Regions from separate parts of the Gasterosteus aculeatus genome. Here region 2 is linked to region 1. Evidence: chromatin contacts called from public Hi-C data. All regions are on one chromosome and are shown on one strand. Each heading gives the region's core, a stretch centred on a gene start, on an enhancer-like site or on the middle of the called end of the contact. The rest is flanking DNA. Distances are from core to core; before and after follow the strand shown.

Region 1 (6,428 bases), core at 2,639-5,138:
GGTCCTCTGTCCTAACACACCACTGTCTCCTTATCTGCTTCCTCTCTCCTCCTCTGCAGATACAGTCTGTTTAGTCTCTTCTTCCTCTGCAGGGCGACGGGACCCTCGGTTGCCACAGAAACCCAAAATAAAACATGGCTGCTACTTACCAAAATAAAACATGGCTGCTACTTACCAAAATAAAACATGCCTGCTACTTACCAAAATAAAACATGACTGCTACTTACCGAAATAAAAATATGGCTGCTACTTACCAAAATAAAACATGGCTGCTACTTACCAAAATAAAAAGATGGCTGCTACTTACCAAAATAAAACATGGCTGCTACTTACCAAAATAAAAAGATGGCTGCTACTTACCAAAATAAAACATGGCTGCTACCGTGTCAGAGACTCTCTATGAAATCATTACCATCAAAAACAGAATAAAAGTGTTTTACCTGACACGTAATGTAAAAGAAAACAGCGTGATTCAGCACTTTCACTCCTGCTCATTAGTGTGTGTGTGCACTTGTGTGCGTGTGATTGCGTGTGTGTGTGTGTGTGCGTGCATGCCGACTCACCGTCGGGCGGTAACGCCGTCGGGCACATCTCCTTTAGCAGGTCGCCGAGTGTGTGCGCGCTGCCTTCAGGGGAAGTGGGACGAAACAGCTTCTGGATGAACGGCCGGTCGCTCGTCGTCTGTGAGGAATTAGAATCAAGCAAACACATTAATTGTCTTTCTCTTTATTTTATGACGCGTTTGTGTGAATCCACCCACAGTCTTCTGCGGCTCGGTTCTAAGCCCGCCCACTTCTCAGCGGGCCAATCGAATGAAGAGGATTTCATTCGAGTGCCTCTTTTAACCTCCGAAGCGCGTCACAGTTCGGTCGCTTGATGGCGTTCGAGCGAACATTTGCATCCGTGTGTTAAAATAAAGGCCATGAAAACATTCATTTACTCATCAGGCATCAAACATCAACTCAATGAAGAGAAAACCATCCAATTCTCAACAATCTGGCGAGGAGAATCCACGCTGTGATGAGCGACGTTCAGATGATATACCGCAACGTCGATATGTTTCACTGATCACGATTGTCTGGAAGTCCTCAGACCCTCGCATCCCTTCACAATAAAAGCCCTGGACTTCATATTCTCTGTTTCATTTGTTCATCACAGCTTCCGTGCGTGAAGGCCTTCACACCCAGTTTAAAAGTAGACTCTAGACGATCGACAGTTACGGCTTTCTGTTCCCACTGGGTTCAAACATTACACAACGTCTTCCACACAAGTATATCTATCAACTGATATCAATGTATTCGTCCCGCTTTATGCACCCGACGGGGCGAGGTGCTGGCCGGTGATTTAGAGCAGTTAACCAAAGCGCCTTAATGTAGTAAATCGATGTGGCGGCGTGAAACGCCAGCTGATCTCACTAAATGGTTCCTTCTTTGAATGAAGAGGTGTTAATTAGTGGAACCGGTGGGAACCGAATCCTTAATTCTTCCTTAGTTGCAGACGCGATATGATCTTAAGATAAGGGGGGAGGGCAACGAATTAAGTTGATGTTCAACCAGGCGGCTTCCCCCCGTTCAGCAGACTGAAGCCAAAGCTTCCCGTGTTAAAGCTGCGTTCTCTGTAGTGACCAGCAGGGGGCGACTCCTCTGCTCCCATAGACGTCTATGAGGAAATGACTCTACTTCTCTGTAGTGACCAGCAGGGGGCGACTCCTCTGCTCCTGTAGACGTCTATGAGGAAATGACTGTACTTCACTGTAGTGACCAGCAGGGGGCGACTCCTCTGCTCCCATAGACGTCTATGAGGAAATGACTCTACTTCTCTGTAGTGACCAGCAGGGGGCGACTCCTCTGCTCCCATAGACGTCTATGAGGAAATGACTCTACTTCTCTGTAGTGACCAGCAGGGGGCGACTCCTCTGCTCCCATAGACGTCTATGAGGAAATGACTCTACTTCTCTGTAGTGACCAGCAGGGGGCGACTCCTCTGCTGCCATAGACGTCTATGAGGAAATGACTCTACTTCTCTGTAGTGACCAGCAGGGGGCGACTCCTCTGCTCCCATAGACGTCTATGAGGAAATGACTCTACTTCTCTGTAGTGACCAGCAGGGGGCGACTCCTCTGCTCCCATAGACGTCTATGAGGAAATGACTCTACTTCTCTGTAGTGACCAGCAGGGGGCGACTCCTCTGCTCCCATAGACGTCTATGAGGAAATGACTCTACTTCTCTGTAGTGACCAGCAGGGGGCGACTCCTCTGCTCCCATAGACGTCTATGAGGAAATGACTCTACTTCTCTGTAGTGACCAGCAGGGGGCGACTCCTCTGCTCCCATAGGCGTCTATGAGGAAATGACTCTACTTCTCTGTAGTGACCAGCAGGGGGCGACTCCTCTGCTCCCATAGACGTCTATGAGGAAATGACTCTACTTCTCTGTAGTGACCAGCACTAAACCAGTGCCTCATATGCTTATCCATATTGTTATCCATATTGGATAATCCTGACCACCCCCTCCACCACCTGCTGCAGGGACAGCGGAGCACGTTCTCCAACAGACTCCTTCAGCTCCGCTGTCACAAGGACCGATACAGGAGGTCATTCCTGCCCAGTGCAATAACACTCTACAATAAATCATCCCAGGCTAAATAATGACAATAACAACCCCGTACTGCTGTGATGTTGCCGCTCTTCCTCTTCTCCTTTTACAAATTATTATTATTGTCTCTTTTGTAAGGTTATTCTTTTGTTTCAGTTTATTTAATTTAATTTAATAATTTAATATTTCTCTTATTATATTGTATATAATGTGTATCTTTTTATTCTATTTTATTCCCTGTACATGCTGCTGTTTCCCTCTTGAGAGATCAATAAAGTATCTATAAAGTATCTATCTATCTATCTTAGAACCCATCGAAACGCAGTGATGCTCAATGAGCTCCTCCACGTGAGGAGAAGAACTTAATTATCCCCCTTATTTAATTATCCCACCTAGCAAACAGGTGGGAGAGTGGAGATAATATATATATATATATATATATATATATATATATATATATATATATATTTTTTTTTTTTTATTATGTGAAGCAGAAAAGGAGAAATTGGCTTTTTCTTTTTTCTGAATTGAAGCACTTTATTTGAACATGCAGAATTTTTCACATTTTAATCTTGCAGCCCTCCTTTTATTTAGTTAATTGAGAGGATTTGTTACGTGGAGTTTTAGAATCGTACTGAATTAATTTGATTTGTTAGTCGTGTATTGATTACATGCAAATGTTGATGCAATTCCTCTATTTAGTCACATTATGATCTTCTGGACCTTTGCTTCTAGAAATTTTCTCTAACTGGACCTCTTCACTTTTAAGACCCTGATTTAGAGTCAAACAGACCACACAACGGGGGACGCTTTAGGCCGGGGCTGCAGGCTGATTGACAGGTCTCTACCAACCCTCAGACCAACGAGTGGCGTAACTTAAAGTCAAAGTTAACCAGAGATCAAAAACAAAAGTGTATGAATCATTTTCTTTGAATCATTGATCAGGATTTTGTAAATCGCGAAACATTTGATTCCACGAAAGCCCAACGGAAGACGGCGTTGAATCATCACTTATTGGGGGGGGGGACACTTGACACCTCGGACCCGAAGGCGTCGGAGGGGAAGAGACGACACGCGAGGTGTCACGCGGAGGGCCGACACGCAATACGGCCCCTCATCGCCGAGCTGTGAAAAGGAAAACCGGCCGGGACGGGGATCCGGTACCCGAGCCTGAGGAGCGGTGCCAGCGGAGGCGTGAAGCCGCCTCTCGGGTTTCCCAGAAACAGTCAGCCGGGCCGTGAATAATTGAGCCGGTCGCCACACAAAGAAGGACAGGGACACTTTTCTTTTCAGCCGGGCGACACCTTAGCTGGCACGGCAGCACGGCAACACAAGAGCGGAGGTGTCAGTGTGTGAGGGGGGCTGACAGAAGACGTCGGGCCTAATTGACCACGAGGATTCAATCCGCCTAATTGAAGGTAGAAAGAACAGGGGAGGGGGGGGCAGAGAAAGTGTTTCCGCCCAATGGGAGCAGCCGCTTGTAGACTGAAATTCAAACCTCCCTCTGGCGTCCTTCCTGTTCCCAGAAGCTGAATTGAATTATTCACGCTGCGTGATGGAGTTTTTGTAAATCTACTAAAACGTCCGAGCTGTTGGTCTGTGCTCAGACCCACAAACTGGTGATAATCTCAGATAGTTCACGGAGAAAAACACTACTTACACCACTGTGGATTTTTAGATGTCTTTAGAATACATTTAGAACTCTTTGTCTGAAGGAAATAAAGCCGTCCATGAATGTGAACTATGAGCAGAAACCGTTTCCAGCATCCCCATGTTGTGTAATTGTTTGTGTACCCCCCCCCCTTCTCATGCCCCCATCTGAAGATATGTGAGCATTAAAGAACCTGCATTCCTCCGACCTCTCAGTCACCGAGAGGTGAACCGGCCTTTAAAGGAGGAAGGATGGAAGAGTAAGAACTCTAAAACTCTAAATAAATGCTTAAACGCGGCGGGGGGGGGGGACATAAGGCGGACACGGCGAGCGCGGCGTCCATGCCCACGAGGTGTCTTCGTCTCCATGACGACAGCAGGCCAGACGGAAATGAGCCCTCTGTTATTTGGACCGAGTGTTGTCATTAATTCTGTCTGCATCAAACACAGCACATGTTATTTACACTAAAGACCACAATCTGCCTTTGAAGGACCCGCAGTGTGTGTGTGTGTGTGTGTGTGTGTGTGTGTGTGTGTCTCTGTGTGTGTCATTTAGTGCCAAACAGCTTTTGTTCTTTTTTTCCACTCTTGTGTCTTTATATACACATTTGAGTTTTTCTCGTCACAGACTCTGTTTCTAGAAATATGTTCAGCTTTAAAAGTATCGTGTAGTTTTTCAGCAATATTAAAGTTTATAGAGACAAAGTCCTTTACACTTACTTACTTATACAACGTAATCCAACAGCTTGTAAGAAGAAGACCACAACATCTACAAAACAATCCAGACTTTTGACTTTTTGTTGATTGTAATTCAAACATTGAGGTCTTAACCGGCTTTGATGCTCCAATTATCAGCAAACCGAGTCGCCTCATAAATGATTGTGGAAACTTTAAATCCGGGCCGTGAAAGTAGAAGAAAAGCTGAGCGGTCTGAGCTTCGGCTGCAGCAAGTGCACGTCTGAGAGGGCGGGTTCGAGGTTTGTGGCCCTTTTTGTATTTGTTCTTTGTGATCTCCGTTGAGTGACAGCTGGACTCCCTGTTGCACAACAAAGGCCAAACGCAGCCACATGTGGAATGTGGAGTTTCATCGAAAAGCTTGATGCTGGATAATAAATCGGCACATATGATGTTTTCCTGTTTGGTTCCATCACACTCTACTTCCTGCTCCCTTTTCCCACACTAGTTCTTCCCCAAACGCGTCCTCACAGGCCTCCACGTTATGGAGTCCATCCACGGGACCCGGTGACGGGGAGGAGCCCTTTTCTCCTTTGGGTTTTGTTTGCTGAGATTTGGGATCTTTGCAAAAGACAAAATGTTTTCCAAATCTTCTCCCTGACTTTACTGGACCGGACTCCGTTAAACTGGACTGGACTTCACTGGACCCCCGCCCCTAAAACACTTGACTCAAACGCTGCTCTTTCCCCCGTCTGGCAGGTGAGAATCATCCGTCTCTTGTTCATCCTTCATCTCATCGTCTGTCTTGTTTTCGGACCAACAAAAGGGACTTTTAGTGGCGACTCGGAGCCGACTGCAGCCGCTGGCGTCTGATTGGAGGGTTCGGGCGACATCTAGTGGGCTCAGATGGATTATTGGTACCTGGTATATCCTGAAGGGGATGTATCTGAAGCCTCCGTCCTCGCTGCTGTATTCCATCAGCTTCCTGTTTATGGCCCAGAACTGGTCGAACTTGTCTGCAAACACACAACAACAACAACAACAAACATGTCAGCAGGCGCAGTGGATTTAATATTATCTTCAAAATGCTTCTCGGGAAGCATAAAGAAATGTTACTATTTCCAATCAATGTTCTTAATTGTTGGTTCTTTTGTTTTTAAGAGAAGCACTTTGAATTGTCGTGTTGTTGAAATGTGCCTTAACAATTAAAAGGAACAAGTTGGTTTACTGACTCCAATCAGTTTGTTTACGGATGTTTTGATGTTGTTTTGTTTTCTTGAGACTTTTATTCACTCTTTAGATTTTTCTTGGAGGTGGAGGTGATGTAAGAAGGTGTATTTAGACTATTCATTTTATTCATTATTCCTTGACTTGGTATTTCATTATTTAAGATATATATGATCGATATAGCGTGGAGCCACAAAAGTAAAGACTTTATCCCACAGAAAATTTATTTATAGTTATGATTCACTTAAATTTACATTAGGGCCAAATCTATGCACTCACATA
Region 2 (6,428 bases), core at 1,395-3,894, 97 kb before region 1:
TGCATTCCTACTGGGAGCCGCCCAGTGCCGCCAGTCTGCTGCCGTCGGCCTCCGTCCACCCGACGCAGGCCGGTGAGCTGACAACCCGCAGCCATCGTTCCCAGCTCGGAAAGAGAGACGTGAGGACTTAAACACGAAACAAACACCTGATTGAGTGTTAGACGCTTCGGTTTGAGGCGATGAACCGATGCGGCGTCACATCTTCTGTCATCAGCGTGACCGGTCAGTGCTGAACTCCCTTTCAGGGCAACGTGAGGACACCACGGCCCCCGGGGACAAAGTGTGCGTCTGTGTGTGTGTGTGTGTGTGTGTGGTTGTTTAAAGACTGATGGTAGCTGTCAACCCTCTCCGGCCCTCACAACCCCTGCTCGAGTCCTGTGTCGGTTATAACACACACACACACTCTCTGTATATGTGGGTATCATCAGGAATGGAGGGCATCCTAATGAATGACCTCTGACCTCCAGAAAGGGGATCCGGGCAGGGGAAGTTGAGAGGAGAGGTGAAGAGGGGAGATGGGGGGGTAAAGGACGGGGACGCCCCGGCGCCACATTACGCCTCCTGTCAATCAAACAGACACCCAAAGGGCGAAGCATCGGCTCGTCCGCTGAAAGTGAGTACCAGCAACGGGTCCACCGCCACGCCACAGAAAGACACCGGTCAAAGGTCAAAGGTCAAGGTCCAGAGGTGCTAAGCGGCAAAAAACAAGAAATATTGTAAAATTCTGAAATACTGTCGTTTACATTTATAAATCTACAGGGAGTGGATGAAAGGAAAGCTAACGGCTAACGGCTAACGGAATAAGTACACGCTGCTGAGGACGTGGTGAGTTTAATTTGTGTTTTTTTACAAGAAAGAAGACAATGTGTTGGCTCATGCTTTCCTCGTGTAGCATAAATTGATTATGACTACAGTCATTGCCAATAAATGATCCTTAAGTCCTTGAAAAGCAGAATGCAAACAGCGAAACACACTTTCAAATGAATATTGATGACGGGGTTGGTCTTACATGTTATTATGTTTTAGCGTAACGCATTGTGAAAACAGTATGAACGGTGATAGAAGTCAGAAGAAGGTTAATTTTAGAAATGAATTTGTACAAAATGTAATCAAAGGGTGTATTCTTGAAAAACTGTACAACTCGTTTCTTTGTTCCGAGAGGAAGCAGCAAGTACAGAATAGTCATGTATTCAAGAACATGCATCCACAACAGTTGGTATTTTCAACTGTGAAAATGTGCCAAATCCAATTAGGAATTTAAATGTTAAGCTTTAGTGAGAGAATAAGAGTTACTGGTGGAACACACACACACACACACACACACACATAGGAAACCTCAGAATCTGTCCTGTACGGCTGCATGTCCAGGTCCTCTGTGATTGGCTGAGGCCAACTCAGAGCCCCTCCCCCCGTCTTGACCCCCCGGGGTCGGGTTTTTTAATGCAGCTTCAGTGGGGTCAAGGCTGGGTCGCTGCACCACCCTAATGACTTCCTCCTAACAAAGACGTGATGTATGAGTGCTGTGATTGGCCCCTGAGATGACCAGCAGGTAACCCCGACACCAGGAGGGGGGGGGGGGGGGCTTCATATGCTCACATCCAAAATAGAGAACTGTATATATTTTTATATTTATCAAATATTTCAACATAATGAATGTTTTATTAAGTTATTGAAATAAAACCAACCTCTGATGTCATATATATATATATATATATATATATATATATATATATATATATATATATATATCGTTTTGTTATGCTCATTGATTCCTTTGCACCTCCCATCCAAACAGACCAATCACTGCGCAAAGTCAAACCTGGGATTCTTCATCCAATCAGACGCTGTGTTGCTGATTTTGGAGCAGCTCTGATCTCAAATGTATTGCGCAACATGATATTAGGAAATGACCTTATACGGTCATAATGTATAATAATGTCGTGTGGTCGGACGAATTGATTCTCAGAAATCGTGTGTGATTCAGACAACATCAAAAGCAGACGTTGTGGTCTGAAAGTCTCCTATTTATTAGCTGCACTATAAAAAAAACCCAAAGGCCTTTCAGGTCGGGACTAGATTAGATTAGTGCTCTGTGTAAATCTGCAGACTCAAACATGGCCGGGAAACGCGTGAGCCGCCGCCGCTAACGAGCCTCAGACATCCAGCCTGCACAGAGCAAAGAATGCATCATTAGCAGAAAAACGCTCAACTTTAAGTCGCCGACCTCGCAGGCACAAAGCGGAGAAAGTGTAACATCCTTCGTCTGGTTCGACGGGACGGCGTGGAGGCGACTGAGCAAGCGGGGGGTGGGGGGGGTTCGCTTGATGTCACCGATTGCTTACGACTTGGCGTGGAAGAGCTGGACGGGAAAAACAGGATGAGACAAAGAGGGAGGATGTTAATTAAAAGGTAGACGAGGGTTCAGGGCGACAGGAGCAGCATCCACGGAACATCCAGCACACAGCAACCACCGCTGGATGATAATTCAGAGCAGCCCACAGCTCCCGGCTGCTTCCTCTGACTGTGGCTCCGGGAGAGGATGTGTGTGTGTGCGTGTGCGTGCATGTGTGTGTGTGTGTGTGTGTGTCAGCAGAGGAGGCGGGCTGTGAGCGGGATACTTGGAAACTCTGATTCATTCAGATGTTGAGTTAAACTGTAGTAGTTACCCTGGACCGGTTTTACTGGAAGGATTACACGGCACCATAAATCCAGACATCCCCCCCTTCCCCCCCCTCCCACATCTCCCAGCACTCAACCCAGTGTTCCTTGTCCTCGTCTGGCAACATGCACAAACAAAGGTTATTCGACCCCGGTTGTTGCTTAAGACACAATACGTTTGAAAAAGGCTGCAGGAAGCTGCAGATTTCGATCTTTAAAAACTGATTTCTCTTGTTTTTAGGTTCGACTCGTGTTTCACTCCCACCTCGGCGCTCTGTCGATGAGCGTATGAGCGGTTTAATGCGTACGAAAGCGTGGGTGGGGGGGGGGGCGTGGAAGGGTCAGGCAAACAGAGCCCCCCCCCCCCCCCCCCCAAGGCAGTGTGAAGTCTTTCCACCTCACTTCCAAACACCTGCGCAGGTAGCAGCACCTGGGCGACGGGCTGAGGGAGACCCCTCTGCGTCACTCCGCATGCTTCTGACCTCCAGGGGTCAAGTGGGAATGAAGGCGGGCCTCGGTAGCAACGCGGCGCTGCCGATACCAACTCGTCCAGCCCGACGTTTTGGAGTCGTGCTCCGTCGTGGAGTTCAGAGCAAACATTTGAAATTCTGCACCAACACACACACACACACACACACACACACACACCTCCAAGCATGAAGTCAAACGCTGAGACTGTAAAGTCAGACACAAATTCTGTGAAACAAATTGATTCGACATTTCTGACTCAATTCCACAGAGCCGAGTTGCACTTTCCCTCAAACAGATGCTTCATTCTCACCCCTCCCTCCCCCCCTCACTCACTCACTCACTCACTCACTCACTCACTCACTCCACAAACCAAGGAGGCAACGCAAAGGTCAACACGACCTTCTCCTGCCAGCTGGGACGGATCTTTAACTCGGGGACGCGGAGGTTTCCTACTGAACCCTGGAGCAGAAGAAGACTGTGGCCCCTCACAGAGTCGCCGTTTAGGAGCCTCTGGAGTGAATCAGGCTGCACAAAGGAACCGAAACGGATCCTCTGTGAGGGAAGTGGTAACATCTGCATGGTTTTCCTCATGTGCCTCTTAATTCTCCAATGTTCCCTTGTTTGACACGTCGCGACCATCAGACCTTTTGACGGCTGATCTTTTGGGGAGAGGAGAACGAGCACAGCGACAAATGACGTCATGAAGGATGATGTCACACTGAGTGTCACACCGAGTGTCACACTGAGTGTCACACCGAGTGTCACACCGAGTGTCACACTGAGTATCCAGGTATTGAACGTTCACCTGGACGTCCGACTGGGAAACGAGCATCAATAATGTTTATTATCTGCAGCTGCAGTATCCGCATAAACACTAGGTGGCGACACACACTGCACACATTCTCTCTGTCACCAGCACACAGACACACACACAGACACAGACACACAGACACACACACACAGACACACACAGCAGCAGTTACCAAGACGACTTGTTCGTCCTCGTCTGCCGTTTCCTCTAAAGTTCCTTCTTCCTTCGTCAGATTTTCACTCAAACCGTCTCAGCATTTTGCTTTTGTTATTTTTATTCTGTTTTGTTCGATTTTCCTCTTTCAGGTACCGGTCGACAGCTGTTGTCCGTTCATTAAGAGTGATTCCATTTTTTATTAAGAATATGGAATATGTGATGCTATGCAGTAATAGTATGTAGATAAAAGGTTTAACAATGACCCGCGATGCCGACAGTAATTCATCCTGAATGTTAAACGTACGGCATTTACTCTGTAATTGTTTTCATCTGTCACATTTCAATTATCTTAAGTGTTTTGAACCAATAAAAAAACCCCAAAACAAGTCCAGTTTCAAAGAAGAGATAAAGAAGGACGAAGAAAAAATAAGAGATTACAAGCAGATTGGGGAGGAAGAGAAGATGGAAAAAATTAACAAGGGTATAAAAGTTAGAAAAGAGATGGAGGGGAAGAGAAAGGGGAGAAGACTTGGGGAGAGAGGGAGGAAGGGAGGAGGAGAGAAAGAGGAAGAGGGAGAGAGATGAAAAAGGAGAGGGGGAAGAGAAAAGGGAGGAAGAGCGGGGGGAGCGGCATCTGTTTCCTGTCTGGAGTCCAGCTGGAGGAGGAACAAACGACAAAAGATGACGAAGAGGAGGACGAAGAGCAAGAGGAGGAGGAGGAGGAGGAGGAGGAAGTACCGGCCGGCCTGAGAACCTGTCTCACACACATACACACACACACACAGTTCCTCAGGGAAATAAAGAAGTCTACTTCCTCTTTTCTGTCAGTGTGTGTGTGTGTGTGTGTGTGTGTGTGTGTGTGTGTGTGTGTGTGTGTGTGTGTGTGTGCCATCATGACACAGAGCGCTGCTGACTCCGTATGAGATGTTTGTGCGTCCATGCTGCTCCGACTGTAGAGACGTTTACTGAGAGCCGGCTGGAAGCGGACGCTCTGTGTGTGTGTGTGTGTGTGTGTGTGTGTGTCTGCGTGTGTGTGTGTGTGTGTGTGTGTGTGTGTGTGTGTGTGTGTGTTTGTTTGTCCTCTCATCCCAAACTCATCAGACAGGAAATCCCCTTTGGAACTAATTGTGTTGTTGCATTATCTTCATATGTAAATATAACCCCCCCCCCCCCCCCCCCCCCGCCCTCCAAAACAAGGCACCTCGTGAGGTAAACAGAGAAATGTGATCAATATTAAATCAGATACAAATCAAATATCGGCATGTGACACAAAGACACAATAAAGGGGATCAGGATGATCTGTGTATGTGTGTGTGTGTGTGTGTGTGTGTGTGTGTGCGGGGGTGTTAGGATTTCCTGATTTGTTTGTTCCTCTCACACACTTTTCTTCCTGGTCCAGGCTGGATTTAGACTTCCTGTTCAGAGCTATTTCCAGAGCGTGCACACACACACACACACACACACACACACACACACACACACACACACACACACACACACACACACACACACACACACACACACACACACACACACATGCTCATGTGTATACATCCATAACTCCTCTGCGTGTGTGTCTGTTTTGTATGATCACGGCTGGGCACACGTGTGCACATCAAAGCTCATGAAACATTAGAAACGGTTGCATTGCTTCTCACTCCGGCGACCCGGCGCTTCCCTCCTCCCAGGCTCCGCCTCCTACGCCACGCAGCCTCCCATGGAAACACATTACTCTAGCTGTACCTGTGCAACGGATGGAGGTGAACCCCCGGCTCATCCGTTCGCAGACCCCCTCTCGGGGGGGGGGGGCCTGAGACCCACATGTTGGGGGATTTCACTAAACCCGTAAAGTCACATGACATTACATCCGTGTATTCATTTCTTCTTTCTGACCCTTACTGGTGGTTTGAAAAGAAAGGCAGCAGGTGCCTCATGGCAACAACACGGTGACACACACACACACACACACACACACACACACACACACACACACACACACACAGTGCAGCTTGAAGCCCACTTTTTCTCACAGCCTTGACATTCAAAGGGCCGAATCCTTTCCTTTGCGGGCCGCGTGCGCTTCCTGTTGACGTCGGTAAACAAAGGCGTCGGCGGGTCACTCTCTCCGGCGTCGAGCTCGCCGCTTCCCTCGTTCTCTGGCCCGCCGCTCGGTGCCGCTCTGATGCGGGTCGAGCTTTAGGTACCTGGGTGCGACAGTTACTTCCCGGCGTTTACACGCCACGCCTTCAAGAAAAAAAAAGAACTCAGTTGTGTTTAGGTTGTGGAAAAAAATATGCTTTGTGTTAAAATAATTGTGACGTTGCGTCAAGTA

What was found. A called contact is a pair of places that touch in the nucleus more often than the background predicts.
Region 2: a Hi-C map of skeletal muscle shows a contact between it and region 1, with 6 times the contacts expected there. The contact joins two enhancer-like sites. A contact is called at or near these places in 4 of 6 Hi-C or Micro-C datasets (liver, skeletal muscle, tail fin and 1 more).

Annotation. Positions count from the first base shown.
Region 1 is chr20:1,419,686-1,426,113 of fGasAcu3.hap1.1, reverse strand. It overlaps atg5 (ATG5 autophagy related 5 homolog (S. cerevisiae)), which reads right to left. Exons shown (of 7, transcript XM_040164624.2): 5 at 5,841-5,935; 6 at 564-681. Among protein-coding and RNA genes, the nearest start is that of atg5, 5.9 kb to the right of the region's middle. Within about 2 kb of position 3,888, at least 1 of the 9 cell types and tissues checked has open chromatin away from gene starts, as enhancers often do.
Region 2 is chr20:1,515,382-1,521,809 of fGasAcu3.hap1.1, reverse strand. No RefSeq gene overlaps it. Among protein-coding and RNA genes, the nearest start is that of s100a1, 12 kb to the left of the region's middle. Within about 2 kb of position 2,644, at least 3 of the 9 cell types and tissues checked have open chromatin away from gene starts, as enhancers often do.